2 separate regions of the Mus musculus genome follow, and region 2 is linked to region 1. A link is a contact called in public Hi-C data. All regions are on one chromosome and are shown on one strand. The core of a region is the stretch at or near the end of the contact, and the rest is flanking DNA. Distances in the headings are between cores, read along the strand shown. Region 1 has its middle 58 kb from the start of Gm19689. Region 2 has its middle 20 kb from the start of Pkdcc.

Evidence for each region. A called contact is a pair of places that touch in the nucleus more often than the background predicts.
Region 2: a Hi-C map of cerebellum shows a contact between it and region 1, with 1.9 times the contacts expected there. The contact joins two enhancer-like sites. A contact is called at or near these places in 8 of 39 promoter capture datasets (the 3T3-L1 cell line, 3T3-L1-derived adipocytes, HPC-7-derived erythroid cells and 3 more), 2 of 15 datasets of contacts at CTCF or cohesin (the NIH/3T3 cell line and large pre-B cells), 40 of 484 Hi-C or Micro-C datasets (the 3T3-L1 cell line, the 4T1 cell line, the AML12 cell line and 29 more), 6 of 115 datasets of contacts at active chromatin or transcription factors (the HPC-7 cell line, embryonic basal ganglia, embryonic stem cells and 3 more) and 3 of 9 other capture datasets (adipose tissue, liver and pancreatic islet).

Annotation. Positions count from the first base shown.
Region 1 is chr17:83,016,853-83,023,490 of GRCm38.p6, reverse strand. No RefSeq gene overlaps it. Among named protein-coding and RNA genes, the nearest start is that of Gm19689, 58 kb to the left of the region's middle. Within about 2 kb of position 2,765, at least 17 of the 459 cell types and tissues checked have an H3K27ac peak or open chromatin away from gene starts, as enhancers often do. A contact at or near this core is called in cerebellum, where this site is marked.
Region 2 is chr17:83,232,133-83,238,770 of GRCm38.p6, reverse strand. No RefSeq gene overlaps it. Among named protein-coding and RNA genes, the nearest start is that of Pkdcc, 20 kb to the right of the region's middle. Within about 2 kb of position 3,405, at least 10 of the 459 cell types and tissues checked have an H3K27ac peak or open chromatin away from gene starts, as enhancers often do. A contact at or near this core is called in cerebellum, where this site is marked.

The DNA of each region.
Region 1 (6,638 bases), core at 1,516-4,015:
AGTAGCCATGTTCATGGTGTCTCCTCACAGAAATAGGAGACTGACTCTGTCCTTACTTTGTCTACAGATATATGCCACAGTTTTGCTCAGTATTAAATGTAGTGTGACAGTTGTTGTTTCCAAATTTCAGTTTCTATGTCTATTAAAATCATATATTGGAGAGAAAGATGGACTCTCCAATAGATGGTGTGGGGAAGCTGGGCTTCCACATCTAAGAGAATGAAGTAAGAGTGGCTCTCCTCCTGCACAGAAATCAACTCAAAAAGCATCAAAGGCTATAACATAAGGCCTCATACTCCAGCACCAATGGAAGAAAATGTAAATAAAATACTTAGGCAAGGCAAGGGATGTCTGGAAAGGACACCGGCAACATTGGGAATAACCCCAAGAAGTGACAAATGGGACTGCATGAAATTAAAAAGCATCGGTCCTGCAAAGGGAGCCATTAAGCAGAGGAGAGAGTGACTGCGGAGTGGGTCTTATCTTTGCGGACTATACATTCAATTAAGAATCAATATCTAGACTGTATAAAGACTTTAAAAAGGCTAATACCCAAGACACCAAAGTCACCCATTCTATCGATGGCCTCATCAATTAGACATTTCTCAAAGGAAGAAATAAAAATGGGCAATGCATCTTTGAAAACAGGTGAATGTCCTTAGTCATGAGAGAAATGTACATTAAAATGGTTTTGAAATTACATCGCACTCTGTATTGGGTGACTATCATTAAGAATTTAGAGAAGGGTGGATGCTGGAGGGGACCCCAGGCAAGAGAAACCCTTATTCCTGCTGATGGGAAATAAACTGTGGTAGCCATGGGGATTAGTGTGGAGACGGCTCAACAGAGGGGCTGCACCGCTGCCCAGGAGATACCAGGGAAGCCTTGTTTATTGAGGCACCATTTATAATAGACAAGATATGGAACTAACCCAGGTCCCATTAACAGATAAATGTATAAAAATATATGGTATTCATCACAGTGGAATTTTATGCAACTGTAAAAAAAAATGAAAGTATGACATCCATGGAGAAATGGACAAAATTAGGAATCATGTTAGACAAAATAAGTTGGACTCAGAAAAATAAATAGTACGTGTTTTATATCATGTGGGGGATAAAGAATTTTGTGTCTGTGTGGAAGCTGGAAGGGAACCATGGGAGCAGAGAAGGAGGTCTGAAGAGAGAGAGAGCTGTAGGGAGCAGAAGAGAGCCATGGGACACGTGTGTTGTGAAGGGGGAACATCTGAGGGGACAAAGGGGACCAGCCAGAGAGTGAGGGGCGGGCAGGAAGGTGACAGGAACAGAGTATAAGCATCAATGTTATACTCCCAAAATGTCACCGAGAAGACCATCTCTTCACATTCTACAACACCTTTCACAGTGGCTTCATTGGGACACCCCCGGGGGACAGATTGCAGGTGTTGTCACTGGCCTTGGTGACAGGTTTGCTCCCTGAAGAAACCTTGAGAGCTGTGTAAGTCGGGGCTTACTCTCTTGACGCACCGGCTCTTGGCCAGGAGGCTTGAACGCTGTGTTTATTAATTTTCTCTTTATTGATTATCATCCCTGTAAGAAGCCTTTTCAGACAACTGTTCCTGACTGGGCCATCCACGGGTGTTTAGTGCCACAGACGAACTGCAAATCTGTTACACACTGCATGTCAGTCTGTGCTTGGCACTGAAAAAGTAAGGGGCACCCCTTGAAGCGTCCAGATTTTTCTCTCCTCAGGGCAGAATCATCCTTCATGAGAAATAAGTCTGAGTCGAATTGAAAAATTAATAGTATATTTTAAAAACTTTATTTATTTTTGTGTGTGTATGTGTGTGTGTATTCCCACAGCCACTGCTTGCGCAGTAAGTATTTTTACTTTATTTACTAATTTCAGGCCCAAATTAGCAGCATTTCCAAACAGTACCGTGCCTGCAGAGTTAGATGAGCAGGCTCTGGACCAGGGTTAGGCTAGAACTGAGTCTGTCACTGACTAGTGGTACTACACCAGGCAAAGGAGCTTCCGATCATGTTTTACGTTTGCGACATGGTGACAGTAATTCATTGAACACCTTCTACAGAGCCTCGGGCGTAGCAAGTGTCATTTCCCAACGTGTCTGTCCCCTTAACATTATTCTTTTATAAAAATTATTACAAAAAAACATGCTTTAATATATTCAGGAGAATATACCATCTCTCCCTCTGTAAGGGATACTTCAGAACGAGCTGGCTCGGGGAGTGAGGGAGAATGCTGTGGAGGGGAATCCTGTACTAGGAAGAGAGAGGAAGGGCCGGGATGTGTATTCTCAGGGCAGCCATGAGAGACTACCACCTGGGTTAGGACATCCCCCCAAGGTCAGAAAGAAGGTAATGAAGAAATGCCTCTTCCCACAGGACAGGGCCCTCCCAGTGCACTCCGTGGACTGGTAATAGCTGTTCCTTTTCGGGATTTATGAGTGTTACAAATATTTGGGATCTGCCTAAAACCCACAGAATCAGAAACTCTGGGGGTGGAGTCCAGTAGTTTGTGTTTCAACAAGCACCCCCAAACACCTCTGGGGGTCCGAGGCTCTTCCAGCTGGAGCACCGTTGCTCCTGGACAAAGGTTTCCCTCTCATAACAGCATGGGGAGGGTTGGACTGCCAGTGACTTACAAGACCAGGGCCAGCTGGCTTTCCTCCATGGAAGGAACCTGGCCTGGAGGCTTAGTGGCTTGGAACACAAGTCAGCTGTGAGCATTTGACCGCTCCTCCGAGACCGCTCATGCGGCTGGCCTAGGTTCAAAGGAAGCTGCTAGTTAGAGTTCAGCTTGGAGCTTGGCTTGAACATGACCACCAACGAAGATATAACAGTGTCTGCGTGTTCACCGAGGCTCTTCCTTTGTACAATAACGTTTTCTTTCCACAGGCAAACAGAATGTCTACCTCGTGCCAGGGGGCAGCTTTGATAGGCTGTTGCGTGCTTTGCCCGCCCCCCCCAAATGTTTCAAGAGCCTAAGGTGAAACTGTGCTGGTCGACATAAGAATAGTTCAAGGTACAGACATACTTTTCTGCAGTAAGTTAAGGTAGTATAGATTTTAATTCCTGTACTCAGTTCTTAATAGATAAAAAGTGAATGGGGCTTAAGGAGCCAGCCCCTTAAGCGAGGCCAGGCTGCACATAGCAGCGATCTTAAAAAGACAATGGTTCCTCCACACAAGGGTTTTATGGTCTCACATCAAAGAAGTCTGAAGGTGGGCCTGCTCCATTATGTCATCAGGGTCCAAGCTTCCTTTCTTATCTCTTCTCGGATGCTCTAGTTTGAGACTGCCACTGTCACCAGAGGCGAGAAGCAGGATGAGGCAGGGGAAAAGGAAGGGAGGAAGGGGGCTGCCTTGACTGTGTCTCCCAGCAAGTCTTCCACAATGCTTTCATTTACAGCCCACTGGCCAGAGCGTTCACTCTAAGGAGTCTGGGAAATGTTGTCTCATTCTAAAAGGCACCAATCCTAGCCAAAATCAGGGTTCTCTTAGGCAGGAAGAAAGGGCAGAGGGGCAAGCAGATGGTAGTTTGTGGTGTGCGTGGGGCTGGCTGTGCTGACACAGGGGGATTGCTAAGCTCTAGGGGTGAGTGGCCTGGAACAGTTGTGTTGGGATGGCTTCTCAGTCAAAATTCTGCTTTGCTCTTCTCCCCAGGGGAAGAGGCCGGGTCTCCACAGCTGGGTTGTACTCCAGGAGCCCAGAAGGAAGGGTGCAGAGCCTTGGGTCCTTCTGCGTTGGGAAGAAGCCATCTGGGCCAATCTGGGCAAACACAGACGTGTGGTCTGGAGAGGCTCTATACAAGTGCCAAGGCATCTTCTTCTGCTCTTGTCTGGACATTTGGCAGCAGCCCCCTCCCAATTCTAAACCCTTGATGCTAAAGAGTGCTTAATTTTGTCTGGACCAATGCAGTTAAGAGCTGAAATGTCCTACGTGTTTTCCAACCAAATATTGGTGGGAAACCAGCCATAAGCACAGTAGAGTCTTCTGTTTCCTCTCCAGGGCTGACAGCTTCTGGTGCCTTCTTCCTGTAGCCAGGCCTAATGGATGAGTGCTCTTCATGAGGCCTGAAGGGGCGGGGACTAGCTGAGCTGAAGGACTTAATCATGGGGATAAAAATGTGAGGCTGGGAACTCGGGAAGTATCTTGGAAATTTGACAACGTCTGGCCGACAGTTCTGGCTTTGGAGCTTTTGGGACAGGGGTCTGAGTAACCTGCACCTCATTGGCTATTTGGTCACAGTCCCTTGACACTCTGCCTCAGCTCCCTCGATGCTTACAGAGAGGCCTAAGTGAAGGCTGTGTGCAGTGCGGCTCTTGATGAAGTCGAACCACCACAACGTACCCACTCTTGTGGATCTCCTTTTCTTTCTTGAGTTTGTGCGCACGCGCGCACACACACACAGACACAGACACAGACACACACACACACTTCTGATATTCACATGCATGCATACCCATACACAGGTACACATACATGCCTGACCTTCACACACACATACATGTACCTATGACCTTCACACAAACGTACATTTACATTTTTCATGCATTATATGTCTTCATAAGAGCAATGTTACTCAACTGTTTTCCTGTTTCAAATTGTATTACATTTTAATTATTTAATGTGTGTGTGCAAGTGCTAAAGTGCATGTGTGAAGGTCAGAGGTCATTTCAGGAGTCATTTCTCTCCTTCCACCATGTGGGTCCTGAGGATCAATCTCAGGTTGTTAGGGCTGGTGAAACTTTCTTTACCCACTGAGCTGCCTCGCTGGCTCCTGCTTAACTATTTTCAAACATTGAAGTTACATACTTAATCGTGTACATGTTTTTCTGGTATAAAAATTGATTCATTGAAATTGAAATGATTCATTCAATTAGATTTTTAAATAATAAATGACTGAAGTAGAAGGATTTGGTGGTATATACCCACTCGTTTTACCAAAAGACTTCAGTTGATTAGTTCTGCTACTGGCGATGTCTGGGTCAGATGTTTACCCATGTGAGAATAGGGCTGAGAGAGATGCCCTAAAAGGAGGAGAGATCTCCTTTGGCTCAGATTTCTGAGCTGAAATCTCATGGCTGCTGTGGGGGTCCATGGCAGGCGGTATGGAGCGGATCGTGTCTCCAGCCCACTATCTCCAGCCCACTAAAGGGGCTAACTCATCCTGACCAGAAAGTGTCAGAAGGGAAGGAAGTGTCCAAGAGGATGTGCCTAGGAACCTCCTCCCTCCAGAGAGGCCCCACCCCCTAAAGCTTCTAACCCTTCCCAATAGCATCAGCAGCTGGGACCAAGCCTTCCACGCGCACACGCTAGCATTTGGGGGGCAGCGTCGAGTAGTGGTTCTCAACCTTCCTAACACTGAGACCCTTGAACACAGTTCCTCATGTTGTGGTGCCCACATCCATTATTGTCATTGCTACTTCACAACTGTGATTTTGCTACTGTTATGAATAATAATGTAAATGTCTGATATGCAGGAGATCTGAAATGTGACCCCCCCACAAAGGGGTCACAACCCACGTGTTGAGAACCACGGGTCTAGATCCAAATGCTGAGACTATGTAAGGCAGAGCTCACTTTGCCATGATTACTCATATCGTAATCCACATATACATCTTGAAGAACGCATAGCACAGAACATGACAATCTTAGAGGTAGAACTGGAACCCCGGCTGTGAGCTCTCCGTGCATTTCTTCATGTCAGGCATGTTTGCAGTCTTTGTTTGTTTTTCCAAAAATTTCCCTACTTCTTTGTGTCTCATTGAGCGAGGGCGGCTCCTGCCTAGTGTTATGTTGGATCTTAGAATGAGAAACCTTTCCAGTGTGGATTCTGCTTCATGGCTGTGAGGCTGGATTGGGTTTCACGTGAGCGTGGGATTGTAGCCAACCGTGAAGGTGCTTCTTGGCTAAAAGCTGAGTGGGCTGGAGACATGTCTAGACATGAGATCACAGAGACCCTAGGTCACCCATTTCCTTTTCTAGAGAAGCTTTAGTGAATCTGGAGAAAAGAGAGATATGGAACTCCTTCCTTTTGTACCTAGATAGAAAGAATTTGGAGTTAAAGTCAAGAAATCTGCGACATTTTTCCTTTGGGATTGTATCCCCGACCAGCTGTCTTCTGCTCTGCCTCTCCTTATCTGTTTTCTGCTGCTATAACAGGGCATTGCAGACTGGGCAATTTAGAAGCAATAGCTTATTGGCTCATTGCTGATTAGCCTAAGAGCTCAGCCCCAGTGTCTAGAGAGGGCCTTCGTATCGCATCATAACATAACAGAAGGCAAGCTCGCATGTGCAAGACAGGAGAAAGGAAACCAACAGAACTCACCCTGCCCCCTCTTAAGTCAAGAACACACTCCAGAGACAACTCACCCACTCTTGAGAAAATGGCATCACTCCACCCATGAGGGAAGGGCTCTCATAGCTCAATCACCTTTTAAAGGGCCTACCTCTTAATGCGGTCATAGTGGCAATTACGTCTCAAGATGAGTTTTGGAGGAGGCACTCCAGCCATATCTTTCTTCCTTGGCTGCCCTCTTCTTTGTCTGATATGACATAGTCCTTAGACCCATCCGTGGGCATCTCATACCACTTCTGGTGATACCTAAGGATCAGAGAGAGGATGTGTATGCTT
Region 2 (6,638 bases), core at 2,156-4,655, 210 kb before region 1:
GACTCCTCTCCGTTTGCCCATGGCTGTGATCCACCTGCTGTCTGGGACGCGTTGCTACCGAGTGCTTAGATGCTCTGCTACACCCCTCCCAGACTCACACTGTCTCTGAGCTGCCACCTGTTGTCTGTTTCTACACCCTTGTACACTGCCTCGTGCCTGTCACCCTGGATGGCTGCCCAGCAGCTGCAGCTGAGGCCATTCTGCCAGCAACATCCCTAGCCTGATGGGTGGTCTTCTTGGGTTCCTAGCCCTCCCAGCCTGCCTCATCTGCTGCAGTTGCTGGGCCACATCTGGCTAAATACAGAGTTGGGAGAGCCTGGATTCACCTCCCCCCTCCCCCCCCCCCCCCAGGACCATTAGGGGAGGACCAGGTCTGGAAAGCCAGAATGATAATGACAGTGTTTACAAAGGACTTACAATGTGGCAGGCGCAGTGATTTGTAAGCTTGCTCTGTACTTTATGAACCCTGCCCTCACCACAGGGCATATACGATGACGTTCCCTTTCCACCGTGCAACAACTGAGTGCAAACTCATCTGAATGGAACTGAGTAAGGTCACCGGAAGCTCCAGGGATGGAGCTGGGTGGGATTCAGGCCCCAGAAGCTTGATCTGAAGCTCATGACCACTGGGCCAAATACTCCAGCAGCATCCTTTAATGTTTCCAGTGACCTCTTTCTGGTCTCAGATCAACCGACCAGATGGGAAGGCCACACAGTGAAGGCTTTGGATGCATCCATCTTGCTTTAGAGACAAAGTCAGAAATAAGGAGCACTCAGGCATCTTCAGGAAGAAGACTAAAGGGCTGGAGAGATGGCTCAGCGGTGAAGAGCACCGACTGCTCTTCCAGAGGTCCTGAGTTCAATTCCCAGCAACCACATCTGATGCCCTCTTCTGGTATGTCTGACAGCTATAGTGTACTCATATAAATTAAATAAATAAATCTTTAAAAAAAAAAGAAGGAAGAAGATCGAAACCACACATCTTCTGGTATGTACCTGCTTCTGAACCCTGTATCCTCTCAGGTCTGAGCAAGTTTCTTATGGTGTAACAGTGTTAAAATGGAAGAATAGGACTTGTGTGTAAATACAGCTAAATTATTAGAGAGTTTTTGAAGGGAGAGGGGGAGGGGGAGGGTCCAGAAGTCATGGAGGAGAGGATGGGGGAGCTGTTTATCCAAGCCACCTTGACATAGCTCTCAGAGGAGACAAGGAGAGAGAGAGAAAAAAGGAGGAATGACCCTTGACCTGGGTTACTTCTGTTTCTGGAAGAATGGTTCCATGCTGTGGTATAGTGACTGGAAGGACATGACCTAGGATGGCGGATGCAGGTGGCTGGAGGTGGGCCCATTTCTTCCATACAGAATCTGTATGTTGTGATTCCTTATTTGGGGGGGGGGGGGCAAGTACGTATAGAAGATGTTGAGGGGAGATCTCCTTTCTCCTTCTGGCTCTCAGTCTCTGCTGAATTTGGGATGGATGGTGTGGGGATTGGGGATATGTCTTCTCTAGGCATTCCTAGAAGAATCCAGCAGGTAGGCTGAAGCCAACTCAGAAATACTCATAAGTCCTGTTAGTGAGCATGGGTCTGTCCCCAGGTCCCTGGCTGGGCTGGGCTGGGCTGGGCTGGGCTGGGCTGGGCTGGGCTGGGCTGGGCTGGGCTGCGGGAGAGCCTCTTGCTCCTCCTGTCTCTCAGAGCTGATTTGGACCATGCTCTGGTTAGGTAGGACCTTTCCTTTTTGGGTCCTGTTTCCTGGCACCAAGAAAGAAAAAGGAAAGGGAGAAGGTGTTCCAGGTTATTAGAGTCCATGATGGTAAGGAGGATGGACCAAAACAGACTCATGGGCGGACATATGAGTAGCGTCCCCTGCTATTGAGAACTAGAGACAGGTTGAAGGTGATGCAGGATGTGACGATTTCCTTCCAAGGATTTGTTTAGGTTGGAGATAGCTGCTTGCTGTACTTTGGAAGCCTTTCAACCGAGATGTCATCCTGGCCTCTGCTATTAGCTTTAGTTCCCCCTTGGCAGAAAGTCCTGCACGCATGACAGGACCAGGAGACACGGGCATGACTTCGGATGGGCAAGGTTCTGTTGGGCTTTGAGGTCAGCCTTAGGATCTGCTGTGTTTCTAAGTATGAGAAGTTATCTTCTACAGAAAATCCAAATCATCCAAAGGGTTTCTTTCTTTTCTTTTCACCTTGTCAACAAAGGAGGTGGGTGTTGTAAAGATCAAGGTGAGAAAGGGGTTGTGCACTGAGCCTCCATCCCAGAGCCGCGTGGGCTGGTTGAGCCCAGGCGTGACCTCAGTTACACACGTGTGCCCCACATGGTGGGCCATGTGTTCTGTGGCTGGGCTCTGGAGGCTGCAAGACCCTTCATGCTTGGAAGAGTACGGATCTGCTGACTTGGCAATATGGGTGGGGGTTGGGCCACAACTGCAGGGGAGGGGGTGGGAGCCATAGGGGCTGAGTCGTGGAGGGGCTTTTCAACCCCACAGTCCTGAGCTCTTCCGTCTCTCCCCTAACCACAAGGGTAGTGTTATTCTCCTCACGTTAAAATTAAACATCTGGAAGCATCTGCAGTGCCCAAAATAAACTAAGAACTAATACGCGGCATTTGTGGCCACAATGGGTCCTGAATGGAGCCGAAAGGGGTGGATCATTACAGAGAAGCTGAAGGGGCTTTAAACTCATTTGTTTATTGATTGGTGAATAACTAATCGATTCATACCCAAGATCTTAAATTAGCCTGCTGATGTAATTTAGCATGTCATAACAGTGGGGACAGCACTGACTTAGTGGGGTCAGATCAGGGACCAAGTTCTGGGGTGTCAACTATGCTTGCAAGTCTAGGGTCAAATACCAACGATCCAAGAACACTGGGAAATCTATGTGGTCACTGACAGGAAGTCACCTTCCAGAGATGGAGAGCTCGCCTAGATCTTTTGAGATCAAAAGCAGACTCAGCTCAGAAGTAGTCAGGATCCCAGGGCCCTTGGCATGCTAGGTAAGCACTCCACCATTGAGCCACACTTCTACCCAAGAGCCACACTTGGACGTTGGTCCTCTGAAGCTGGTCACAGGTGCCAGGAAGGGCAGTGGTGCTGGAGTGGACAGTGATAAATACATTGATTGCTGAAGTCTGATTGACGATCTGGAAACAGGGCCCTGGACTGGCTGGCACCATCTGACAACTGTGAAGCGGCTTGCAGATGAAATTGGGCATATTTGAACAGCATCAGATCCATTCCTCAAAGCCACACTTAATGTAAGCGACAGACGGAGGAACAAATTAATACCAAAAATGTTGCCAGCTTTCACATTCTGGCAGGAGAACTGTTTCCAGCCAAGGACAGATTCACAAGCCTTTTTGAGTCTGAGGACTTCCACGCTTCATCACCCTCATCAAGCAGGTGGCAGTATCTCAGGGCTAGCGGAAGGGCGAGCCAAGAATCATCGGCGGTTTCATGGGAGAGGAGGTTGCTTGCCCGGGTGCCTGGAAAGAAGGCAGCTGGCTGGAACTTCTGAGATGGTTTTTATGCTGGAGTTTATGAACTGGCCGTCAGCTGGCTACCTGCAACTTGTAGACATGCCTAGCTTGATCTACAAATGTCTTTATCTTATTTTAATTTTAAACTGCAATTAATGACTCAAAGCACAAAGATTGGAAGTCATAGAGAGGGGCTGGAAATACCGTTCAGTGGTCAAGAGTGTGTCTTGCTTTTCAGAGGACCTGACTTTGGATCCTACCACCCACACTTGGGCTCTGTTTGTAGCTTCAGGTCTAGGGGAACCTGACATCTCTGGTCTCCTCAGTCACCTGCACTTCTGTGTACATACCCCATGACCCACATATATATAACTAAAAAGAAAAGAAAGAAGACACCCAGCATACATACAACAGGCACAACACATACACACACTCACATATATATATACACAACACACACACACAACACACATACATGCTCACACTCACATATACACACAATACATACACACAACACATACACGCTCATACTCACATATATACACAATACATATACACTTACATCCACACACTCACACACACACTACATATATACACACAATACATAAACTCATACAGTCTCACAACAGGACCATACACATACATATTCATTCACACAACACACGCAACACATATACACATATATACTCACACTCACACATACACACAATACATACATACTCATACACACACACAAAATACACATACCACACATATACACACACTCACACATACACACAATACACACACACACACACACAACACAACTCACATACACAACACATATACACATATACACTCACATGCACATACACTCACAATACAATAAATACACATAATACATAAACCCACACACTCTTACACACACACACACACACACACACACACACACACACACACACACACACACACACTGGATCCTCTAATATGCCTTTGGAGCTCAGCTCTGCATTGTTTAGGTGGGCCTGACCTGCTGAGTCAGTGCCTGCTGGCTCCCGTAGTTACATGTGAGTTCAACTCCTCTATTAAGTGATTCTTATGGACTAGATAATTAGTGGGAGTGGCTTGCTAAGATTTCAGTTTACAGAAAGGTCATATACTAGAATGAGAGATTTTGGTCCCACTTTTGGTACAGAGATCAAACTATTTCTTCACTACAGCGAAACTCTTATCTAAGTACCCCAGCCTCCCCGATTGTTATACAGCTCAGTAGTAGACTGTGTGAGCTGCAGACATGAGGCTCTGTTTCCAATACCCACTACAACTAATAATTGGGTGTTTTTACTAAAAACATTATTACAAAGATAGTGACGTGTAAGTTTGAAATGCCACAGTGAAACTCATTGTAGGTTAACATAAATAAGAAGAAGTAAAATGATGTAGCAGACATGAAACAATTGAAAATGAAGAAAATATTATAAAGAAGTTCTGGTCCTCTGTATTTCCTTCCATCTTTTTTTTTTTTTTTTTTTTTTTTTTTTTTTTTTTTTTTTTTTTTTTTTTTTTTTGGTTTTTCAAAACAGGGTAACTCACTCTGTAGACCAGGCTGGCCTCGAACTCAGAAATCCACCTGCCTCTGCCTCCCAAGTGCTGGGATTAAAGGCCTGCGCTACCACTGCCTGGCTTCCTTCCATCCTTTTTTATGTTCATTTTTCCACCACTGGAAAAGCCTAGGTTTGCCTCCTATCTCATTCATTTATCTCTTTAATTTATGTATTTTCTCATATTGTTACATAACACTCATTTTTGTGATTCTAGATAATATTGCACGAAACATCTAGGCATGTTTGAATCTTCTTGTGTGTTTTCTTTTGAGTCAGGATCTCACATAGCCCAGACTGGCTTCAAACTCCCTATATGGTTAAAATTGATCTTCAACTCCCGATCTTCCTGCCTCTATCTCCTATGTGCTGAGATTGCAGGTGTGGGCCACTACGCAGTGTATGCTATGCTAGAGACTGAGTTCAGCCTTGTGCAGGCCACACAAACACCAAATGACCACATCCCTAGCCCAACATTTAACTCTTCTTAAAGTTTGCATTCTTCTCTCAGTCCCCTCTCTCCCTCTCCTCCCTCTCCCTCTCCCTCCTCTCTCTCTTCCTCTCTTTCCTTTCTCTCTCTCTCTCTCTCTCTCTCTCTCTCTCTCTCTCTCTCTCTCTCTCTCTCTCCAGGGCTTCTCTGTGTATTGTCCCAGAACTCACTCTGTAGACCAGGCTGGCCTTGAACTGACAGAGATCTGCCTGCTTCTGCCTCCTGAGTGCTAGGATTAAAAGCATGTGCTGCCATCAGCCTGTATTTTCATAAGTAGCACAGTTGGACTCTATAAAGACTTGAGACTCAACGTTTCTTTTCTTTCTTTTCCTTTTCTTTTCTTTTCTTTTTTTTCCTTTCCTTTCCTTTCCTTTCCTTTCCTTCTTTTCTTTCTTTTCTTTTCTTCCTTTTCTTTTCTTTTCTTTTCTTTTCTTTTCTTTTCTTTTCTTTTCTTTTCTTAAGACAGGTTTTCTCTGTATAACTCTGGCTGTCCTGGAACTCACTCTGTAGACCAGGCTGGCCTTGAACTCAGAAATCCACCTGCCTCTGCCTCCCAAGTGCTGGGATTAAAGGCGTGTGCCACCACTGCCGGGCCAGAGACTCAAAGTTTCTTAACCCGGAACTTTCTAACCCAAAAATGTCCTGTGGAAATCTCTTCATCTCAGCAAATTGTTGGAAAGACTATTGGGGGGGGGGGTCATTTCAGCAGGATTGTGGGATATATATACATACATATACCTATACATATACATATACATACACACACACACACACACACACACACACACATATATATGTATGTAATTTCAGTATAGAAAGTTCATTCTAAGATTAGCAATATCCTGACACTCAAGTCAAACAGTACTAAATATGCTCAGGAGATGTTTACATTTAAAGAAGAAACTAGTTTTAATAACCGCACAATGCTGTGTGGGTCAACAATGGAGTCGGGAGACGCCTCATAGCATCAAAGGCTGGTAGGAGAAGATACAGGGGACTGAGATAGGAGGCAGACTGTCCTTTCCAATTACAACACTTCGGAACCCTGAGTGCAACAGTCATTTCTTAGAAAAAGAGCTGC